Linked DNA regions of Macaca mulatta: region 1 is linked to region 2. The links are chromatin contacts, called in public Hi-C maps. All regions are on one chromosome and are shown on one strand. Each heading gives the region's core, a stretch centred on a gene start, on an enhancer-like site or on the middle of the called end of the contact. The rest is flanking DNA. Distances are from core to core; before and after follow the strand shown.

Region 1 (4,864 bases), core at 2,112-4,611, 140 kb after region 2:
CTATGAGTTACTTGTATGACTCTTATTGCAACATTGATGTTCTTTATATATGTTTGAATTGCATCCCTCACCTAACTGAGTCCTTTCATGGGCAAAACATCTTAGTTTTATTTGTTTTTATTTTTACTTTCATTTTTTGAGATAGGCTATCACTCTGTCACCCAGGCTGGAGTGCAGTGATGCCATCAGGGCTCACTGTGATGGCAGCTGCCACCACTCTAGATGGCCTGCTGTTGCCATCACGCAGGCTGCACACTCCACAGATCAATCAGGAGTCCCACCCTCCTGGTTGGGGCTGCAGCCACCCAAATTGTGGCTGCAGATCCAAGCCACCTTGTGTTCTTGGGGGGCCAGGAGCAGGCAGGAGTTCTGCCCCCCTGGATGGGGCTGCAGCCACCCAAGTTGTGGCTGCAGACTCAGGCATCCCTGCACTCCTGGGGGACCAAGAAGGCCTCCCCATGACCTTACAGGCTCAGAAGTGTCTGCTCCCACTGCCTGGCTGCAGTGAGTCATGATTATTGCCACTGTACTCCAGCCTGGTGACAGAGGGAGTACAAAATACAAAGCAAAACAAAATATAAAAACAAAAACAAAAATATCCCAAAACACCCAAAAAAGCCAGAAAACCTAGAGCGATTCTCTTTAAAGTCAGGAATGAGACAAAGATGCCCACTGTCACCTCCTATCCACATTCTGTTGGAGGTCCCAGCCAGAGGAATAAAAAAAGAAAAAGAAATTAGAAACATAAAGATTGGAAAGAGAGGAATAAAATGTCATTATTTGCAGGTAATGCATTCATTTACATAGAAAAACAAAAGAATATACATTTAACTTGTTAGGAATAATAGGAGCGTTTAGTAAAGTGACTGCGTATCTCCAAGAGTCATTTGTATTTCTATATACCAGGAGCAAACGACTAAGAAGTGCAATTAAAGAGTAAATACCATGTACAGCATTATCAGAAAATACCAACTGCCCAGGAATAAATCTAACAAATAATGTTCAAAATTGTTATAGGGAAAATTATAGAACTTTATTAAGAGATATTAAGACTTTCTAAACAAAAGGAAAGATAAACAGAGGCTCTGAAACCAGCCAGTACTGGCTCATGGGAGTCAATTGTTAAATTTTCACAAATTTTGCAAACCACTTTCAAACCCAACATTTACTAAAAATTATATAAACTTACAATTACATAGGTTATATTAAAAATAAAGGGAATAGGCCAGTGCGGTGGCTCACTCCTGTAATCTCAGCACTTTGGGAGGCTGAGGCAGGCAGATCATGAGGTCAGAAGTTCGAGACCAGCCTGGCCAACATGGTGAGACCCCCCCCCATCTCTACTAAAGATACAAAAGAAATTAGCCAGGCGTGGTGGTGCTTGCCTGTAATCTCAGCTACTCGGGAGGCTGAGGCAGGAGAATTGTTTGAACCCCGGAAGGCGGAGGTTGCAGTGAGCCGAGATCATGCCACTGTACTCCAGCCTGGGCGACGGAGCAAGATTCCATCTTGGAAAAAAACAAAATAAATAAAATAAAATAAAGGGAATAAATATTCAAAACTCATCAGTTCTTAATTGCTACATTATATTTTATTATTATGCAGGCCAGAAGTCTGCATAACATTTCTGTAAAGGGCCAGGGGTAATTATTTTAGGCCTTGTGGGCCATATACAATATGTGTTGCATATTTTCTTTTTTCTTTACCTCCTCTTTCTCTTCCTCCCCCTCCTCCTCCTCCTCCTCCTCCTCCTCCTCCTTCTCCTTCTCTTAAAAAAAAAAAAAATTTGAAAATGTGAAACCATTCTTAGACCACTCAAATCTTACAATTTTTTAGGACAAGCCAGAAATCCAGATTTTATGTAAAATATCCAAGTTTTAAAAAGATTGTGTGGATCCCTGAAAATATTATGCCACCTAAAATTAGCCAGACATAAAAGGACAAATATTTTATGATTCCACTTACATGAGGTGCCTAGGGGAGGCAAATTCATGGAGATAGAAAACAGAATAGAGGTTACAAGGGACTAGTGGGAAAGGGAATGGGGAGTTATGTTTAATGGTATAGAGTTTCTGCTTGAGATGATGCAAATGTTCTGGAAGTGGATGGTGGTGATGGTTACACAACATTGTAAATGTACTTAATGCCACTGAGTTATAGACCTAAAAATGGTTACAATGGTAAATTCTATGCTATGCATATTTTACTGCAGTAAAAAAATTGCATTAAAAGAAGAGTCAGTTCTAGGAGCTTAAACTAAAAAAAAAAAAAAAAGAAGAAGAAGAAGATAAGACAAAAGAGGCTCACCTCAATCTCAACACTTTGGGAGGCCAAGGTGGGAGGATTGCTTGAGCTCAGGAGTTTGAGACCAGCCTGCGCAACAGAGTGAGACCCCATCTCTTAAAAAAAAAAAAAAAAAAAAAAAGTTAGCTGGTCATGGTGCCTGCACCTGGAGTCCCTGCTACTTGGAGGCCAAGGCCCAGGACTGCTTGAGTCTGCAAGGTTAAGACTGTAGGGGCCTGTGATTGTGCCATTGCACTCCAGCCTGGGCTAAAGAGTGAGACCCTGTCTCAGTAAGTAAATAAAATAAAGTAAAAGAAAAGAAAAGAAAGAAAAAGATGGTGTAGACCAAAGAGGGCCAGGTTTGGACAATTTGCAGCTTCTGGTTGGAACATCCCTGTCTGAAATACTAATTCTCATCTATTTCCTCTCCACCCAGCAAAATTCTGCTGATCCTTCAAGGACTGGCCCAAACGTCATCCCTTTTTATTCCCCACAGCTGAAGGTCTGGCAAGAGTAGGCCCACTTTTTTTTTTTTTTAAATTTAGATAGAGTCTCACTCCGTCACCCAGGCTCTGGAGCGCAGTGGCATAATCTTGGCTCACTGCAACCTCGGCCTCCTGGGTTCAAGTGATTCTCCTGCCTCAGCCTCCTGAGTAGCTGGGATTACAGGAGCCCACCACCACGCCCAGCTCATTTTTGTATTTTTAGTAGACACAAGGTTTTATCACATTGGCCAGGCTGGTCTCAAACTCCTGAGCTCAGGCGATCCACTTACCTGGGCCTCCCAAAGCGCTGGGATTACAGGTGTGAGCCACTGCGCCTGGCCTGTGGGCCCACTTTTATACATGGCAGCAACAAGCTGAGCTAAGTGGTGGTTCTTTTAGAGCCGCGTTCTCTAACTTGCCCCAATCCTCACCACTCCCCATTCCATCTCCTACCTGCCTGCTTCATCTCTTCATGTTACCTCCCTGGCCCTGTAGGCATCTGAAATTTCAATTCCTGCAGACTGTCAGTTCCTTGAGGACAGCGATAATATCTTCCCAGACATTATGGGTGATTCCCCCTGCTACATCCTAGACCAGGGGCTGGGCTACAGAGAGAAGAGACACAGGAAGCTCAGGTTTCACATCATGAGAGCAGGACTTTGTTGGTTTAGCCCAGGTTGTCTCAGCCTTGTCATACAGGTTCAGATCATCCTTTGCTGTAGGCCTTCCTGTGCATTGTAGGATGTCTAGCATTATCCTTGGCCTCAACCTACTAGATGCCAATAGTATTATATACCCCTACTTGTGACAACTAAAATATTCCTAGATTATGCCAAATGCTCCTGGGAAGCAAAATAACACCAGTGCCAGTTGAGAACTGGTTTAATTCATTGATCAGTTTATCAAGTAAGTACTTTCTTAAAATTAAGATCCTAGATAAAGGCAGGGGGATTCTAGGCAGGTTGAAAGCTGGGTATGTTAAAAAAAAAAAAATCAGCAACACAATTCAGCTATGATTACCAAGAATTTAAGTGCTCCCCTGCCCACTGTCACAGATTCCCCGCCCTTCTGTTCACTTGGCAAAGCCTAGAGTATGTTTTCAAAAGGCACTGACTGCTTACTGGACGTTTGCTGTCCCCTGGTGGTCATTTCTCTTTATTGCAAGCTGATGGAAATCCCAGTTCAGTGTCACTAGTCAACCCAACCAGCACATCAAAAGGTCAAGCCGATGGTGAAACCCTGTCTCTACTAAAAATAGAAAAATTAGCTGGGCGTGGTGGCACATGCCTGTAATTTCAGCTACTTGGGAGGCCGAGGCACGAGAATCGCTTCAACCTGGTAGGTCGAGGCTGCAGTGAGCCGAGATTGCGCCGCTGCGTTCCAGCCTGGGTGACAATGTCAGACCCTGTCTCCAAAAAAAAAAAAAAAAGGTTAAGACTGACTGTCAGACTTGCTTTCCTTAGATTCCAGAAAGAAGCCCTGGGGCTCACAGCTCAGATCATGTGAGAGGTGCACACACAGGCCCTTGAGAAAATAGTCTGGAGTTAGCAAGAGCTGAAATAAGCAGTGACCTGCCCACTTTCCTTGGGCCTACCCTAGTTTGAATGTTTAGGACACCCACTCTGCCCCTACCTTTCCCTACTGCTAAAGGTTCTACTTGAAATGCATTTATAATTTATGATCCAATGCATCTGAATTCTTTCTGTAAGTATATTTTTGAGAATTTTGTATACTTGGAGATAATTAGACACACTCAGGGTGCCATAAGAGAGGAACATCTTATACATCAAAGCAGTGTTTTCCAAATTTGTCTGATCATTAGAAATAGACAGATTAATGCATGGAACCTTCCAGCACATTGTTAGGAGCAAGGCCCTCTGGGAATCCTGTGTCGTGGGGTGTCAGAGCTGTTGCTAGAGTGACTCAGTGAGCTGGGTGACCTTGAGGGTGAGGAGTCTTCCTGACCCTCAGTTTCCAGGCTTGAGCCACCTCCCTGTCCATCCAGGCCCAGATAAAATGGTTATCTGAGGTTTAGACTTGGGCAGAAGTCAAGTTCTTTGGCTGTTTTTAAATTGAACAATACAGATGCTCCTTCA
Region 2 (5,053 bases), core at 647-3,146:
GTCAAACACCTCCTCTGTCCCTGCCTTCAGTTGGGGGCCATCTTTTTTGCAGGGAGGTGCAGGGTCTTGCTCTGTCATCCAGGCTACAGTTCAGTGGTGTGATCAGAGCTCACTGCAGCCTCAAACTCCTAGGCTCAAGCAATCGTCCCACCCCGGCCTCCCAAGTAGCTAGGGGTACATGTGCTCCCCACCACTCCTGGCTAATTTTTAAAATTTTTATTTTATTTATTTATTTTGTAGAGATGGGGTCTTACTATGTTGCCCAGGCTGGTCTCAAACTCCTGGCTTCAAGTGATTCTCACCTTGACCTCCCAAAGCATATGGGGATTACAGGCGTGAGCCGCTGGCCTTGGGAGTCATCTTAATGCTCGACTCCATCTACCCCGAAACACAGCCCCTTCTGTGAAAGCACTGGCAAGTAAGGAAGATTTTCAGAAAGTCTCAGAGGGACAGCAGAGACGGTGACAGTCAAACACTTCACAATAACTTTTTTTAAAATGCCTTTTACAGAGGTCCTCTCCCAGCTCTGGTCCCTTCTTTGCTGCCCCCAAACTTCAATGACCTCTCTCCTCTCCCCTTCTCGGGGTCTCATTCTCACTCACACTACCCTGCTCAGTCACAAATGATTCTCCTTGGCAGCTTAGACTTCTTTTCCTTTCATTTTGCACCGAAATCCCTTATATTCATATAAATATTTATCAATCTTATTTTACCTAGGCTCTCTTTTCTTTTTGAGACAGGATTTTGCTCTGACCCACATTGGAGTGCAGTGGTACAAAAAGGCTTACTGCAGCCTCCCCAACCTCCTGGGCTTAAGTAATCCTCCTGCCTCAGCCTCCCAAGTAGCTGGGACTACAGGTGCATGCCACCACACCCAAATAATTTTTTTTTTTTGAGACGCAGTTTCCCTTGTGTTGCCCAGGCTGGAGTGCAATGGCGTGATTTGGGCTCACTGCAACCTCTGCCTCCCAGGTTCAAGTGATTCTCCTGCCTCAGCCTCCCAAGTAGCCGGGATTACAGGCACCTGCCACCACACCCAGCTAATTTTGTACCTTTAGTAGAGATGGGGTTTCTCCATGTTGGTCAGGCTGGCCTCCAACTCCCAGCCTCAGGTGATCTGCCCACCTCGGCCTCCCAGAGTGTTGGGATTACAGGCGTGAGCCACCATGTCCGGCCTCCTTTTTATAAATAGAAAAATCTCACCGAGCTGCCCTGATTTTAACATGCCCCCCACTGACAATCCCTCTAGGTACCTGAGTTCTGAGTTCTAGGCCTGGCTCGGCCTCAGGCTCATTCTGAGACCTACGAACATTCCCGCTTCTCTGGCCTCACTTTTTCTTACTTACGATGGAGCGTTAGGAGTCAAGGACCTGAAGATGCCAGGCGGGACAGCCGGGAAATGGAACACGCCCCTTGCCAGTGGCACTCGGAGGGTGAAAGAGTCAGTGTCGGGCTCAACATGAGGAGCCTCTTTCTGCCCCCAGCCCAGCAACCCATTTGAACAGATCTGGCATCCGGGAGAATTCTCGAATGAAGGGGAAGAGAGGAAGGGAAGAGCTGGGAAATACGCAAAGCGCCTTTTCCTCCACTTTCGGAGATGGTACGTGCGCGCTTCCACGCAGTGGCGGCTGCTGCGGCGGGCACGTCCCCTACGGGACCCACGCGGGGAGCGGACTGGCAGCGCGCGCGTGGCGGCGGGGAGTGGGTCGTGCAAGCGACTGCGGGGTGGGAGTGGGGGCGCACGCGCGGGCGTGGGCGAACGGGCCCTGGCCGTGCACACACACGGCGGGGGCAGGGGACAGATGCCGCAGTGCGTGCGCCGGAGCCCAAGTGCACAAACGCAAAGAGCCGGCGCGGTGCGCAGGGGCGGGCGCCCAGCGGGCTTGGCATGCGCGCCCCCGCCCGGGGCTATAAAAGCATCGCCACCTGCTGCCACTAGCCAAGCCGCGCGTCCAGTTGCTTGGAGAAGCCCATTCACAGCCTCCAGCTGCTGCTCGCTTCGACATGGACCCCGAGACCTGCCCCTGCCCTTCTGGTGAGCCCCCGCCGCCGCTCCCATCCTGCGGCACTGTGCGCCCTTGTACCTGCAAAAAAAACCCACGCCCCGCGCCTTCGCTCAAGGACACTTGGGGGAAGGGCTCCTGATTCCCTATTCTTCACCTCCTGAAAGGTGGGCATGCCTGTGTCGCGGAGAACAGGGAGACTTGGTGCCCCATCTCCTCGTGACAGGCGTGGGGACCCGAGTTTGTCCACATTAACCCTTCCTGTGGCGTCGCCCTCTCTAGGTGGCTCCTGCACCTGCGCGGACTCCTGCAAGTGCGAGGGTTGCAAATGCACCTCCTGCAAGAAGAGTGAGTGCGGGGACCCTTCCCCTCTGCCGCTGCCCCCTCTGCTCTGCGGAGTTGGTGTCTCACCACGCAGGATACGCAGGATACGCAGGATACGGAGAGACCGCCAGGCCCCAATCCCGTGGTTTCTGACTCTTGCTGGAACAGAACCACCCGGGAAGACATTAAAATACAGATGCCCTTGCCCCACACCCAGGAATTGATGGCCTAGGCATGGAACGAGAGGTTTTTGTAAATCCCCGGAAGACTCCAATGGCAGCTGGGATTGAGGACTGCTACACTGGTCCAGTCTTTCCCGCCCCACCCCTCAAAACCCCCAAAACCTGGGGAAGCCATTAGGGAGGCTGGGGCTCAGCTCTGGAGTTCCGGTCCCTTGGCCTCTCTCAGGCCTTACAGATCCTCTCAGTTTGATCTCAGAATCTCCCCAGCTCACAGCAGTGTAATATGCATAGAGACTAAGAGGTGGGAGGAAGGCTCCCTTCTTCCCTAGGTATAAGACCAGGCACAGGTCCCCACCCCCTCCCCACGGCTTTCCTGGGCCCCCTACATCTGCGTCATATCTGCCCCTCCCAAGTTTATCCTTCAAGGCCCCTTTCAAGGTCGTTTACCCTGTGATGCTTTCTCCTTAAGGCCTAGTACCCACCTAACCTGAGCTTAAGCCCACCAGCCCCCAGGACTTCCTGGCATCCACCCAAGGGGCTCTGGTCTATTTCTTGGGTACCTCTCTCCTGTGGTGGTGCAGGATGCCACTGCCGCGACTTAGATGCTGAGTCAGAGCAGGTGCGAGACTAAGAAGGGGGCTGTGACCAGCCCTGGCTGAATGAACGAGGATGACTCCCCACCCAGCACCCTTCCCTCCCCTTTGATGGGGACGGATTTCGGGAGTGTGCATCAGACTGGTCATCTTCCATTTTATCTGCAGGCTGCTGCTCCTGCTGCCCTGCGGAGTGTGAGAAGTGTGCCAAGGACTGTGTGTGCAAAGGCGGAGAGGGGGCCGAGGCAGAGGCAGAGAAGTGCAGCTGCTGCGAGTGAGGAAGCACCCCTCCATGTGGAGCACGTGGAGATAGTGCCAGGTGGCTCAGTGCCACCTATGCCTGTGGTGAGGTGTGGCTGGTGTCCCCTTCTCCTGTTGACCTTAGGGGAGTGGCAATAAATCCCATGAACAGCATGAGCCAAGGACTGGTCTCTTCTTAAAGGGGGGAAGGATGCGGAGCAGTGGGGGGGTCTGCTCCAAGGGAGCCACCCAGTTGAGTGAAACCCTGGCTGGGCGCGGTGGCTCACGCTTGTAATCCCAGCACTTTGGGAGGCTGAGGCGGGTGGATCACCTGAGGTCAGGAGTTCAAGGCCAGCCTGGCCAACATGGTGAAACCCTGTCTCTACTACAAATACAAAAATTAGCCGGACTTGGTGGCAGGTGCCTGTAATCCCAGCTACTCGGGAGGCTGAAGCAAAAGAATCACTTGAACCCAAGAGGTGGAGGTTGCAGTGAGCTGAGATCACTACACTGCACTCCAGCCTGGGCGACAGAGCAGGACTCTGTCTCAAAAAAAAAAAAGAAAAAAAAAAAAAGAAAGAAACACTTGAGACTTGGCCACTGGTCTGTTTGGGGCTGGGGTGGAGCCTGGGGGACAGAATGCGTTCTCCTCCACCTTCAGATGGCACCCCACCCTCCTGCTAAGTCAAGTTCAAGTCTAGGGAAACAGGAGAGACCAGGCTCATCTAGGTTTGGCCCTCTCCAACCTCCTAACCTCACTTTCTTCATCTGTAGAATAGAGTTAGGGGGAGTTAAGGCCAGCCCCTAGCCTGTGGGGCCTGTGAATTTGGGGATTTTCTAGTTGCTTCTGCAAAGCTGTCTGTTTTCAGATTTATCAGAGGAATGTCCAGGAGGCCCAGGGGCTTGTCTTGGCTGACGGTCAGCTGCATTCCCAAGGTCACCACCCTGAGTAGCCTGTTTCCCCAAAGCACATTGTTCGGTTCCCTTTCACATTTTCTCATTTGGCAGTTTGTCTCCAGCCCCTCCTGTCTTCAAGGGTAATAAGAGCTTTTATCCACAGTGGTTGTGATCCAGTCCTTGGTGAAAGAGAACACTCAGGTTTACCTGGGTGAGCTAAGAAGGGAGAAACAAATTCTGGGAGACAAAATTTCCCAGTAAGAGGATACAATGCTCTGAACACATCACTTTTCCTCCACGTTAGTTTTTGCTGACAGTTAATTCAAAAGCTCACCAGGAGATATACACATACACATACACACACACACACACACACACACACACACACACAGGCTGAGTTTAGAAAAGGAGAATGCAGGGAAAGCCAAGCCAGCTTTGAAAAGGAACAACAAAGGGAGCTTTCTCCAACCTGGTAGCTCCACTTGTTTCCAAAGCTCTGGAAAATGGTGGAGGGTCAGGAATAGATCAATTGCACAGAGGACAGTCCAAAAACAAACCTCTGTGTTGCTAGAAACCAGTGGGAAAGTACACACTACTCAGTGAAAGGTGTTGGAACAGTTTGCATGTCTGGCTAATTTTTGTAGAGATGGGGTTTCACCATGTTGCCCAGGCTGGTCTTGAACACCTGAGCTCAAGTGATCCACCAGCCTCGGCCTCCCAAAGTGCTGGGATTGGAGGCAGGGTTTTTTGTTTTGTTTTGTTTTTTCTGTCAGGCTGGAGTGCAGTGGTGCCATCAGGGCACTGCAGTGTGGAC

What was found. A called contact is a pair of places that touch in the nucleus more often than the background predicts.
Region 1: a Hi-C map of sperm shows a contact between it and region 2, with 2.7 times the contacts expected there. The contact joins the enhancer-like site here to the promoter of MT3 in region 2. A contact is called at or near these places in 2 of 14 Hi-C or Micro-C datasets (fetal cortical plate and sperm).

The regions. Positions count from the first base shown.
Region 1 is chr20:52,299,575-52,304,438 of T2T-MMU8v2.0, forward strand. No RefSeq gene overlaps it. Among named protein-coding and RNA genes, the nearest start is that of MT1X, 15 kb to the left of the region's middle. Within about 2 kb of position 3,362, at least 3 of the 40 cell types and tissues checked have an H3K27ac peak or open chromatin away from gene starts, as enhancers often do.
Region 2 is chr20:52,156,777-52,161,829 of T2T-MMU8v2.0, forward strand. MT3 (metallothionein 3) reads left to right here and starts at 1,897. Exons shown (of 3, transcript NM_001266138.1): 1 at 1,897-2,035; 2 at 2,286-2,351; 3 at 3,271-3,434. The coding sequence starts at 2,005. The coding sequence ends at 3,380.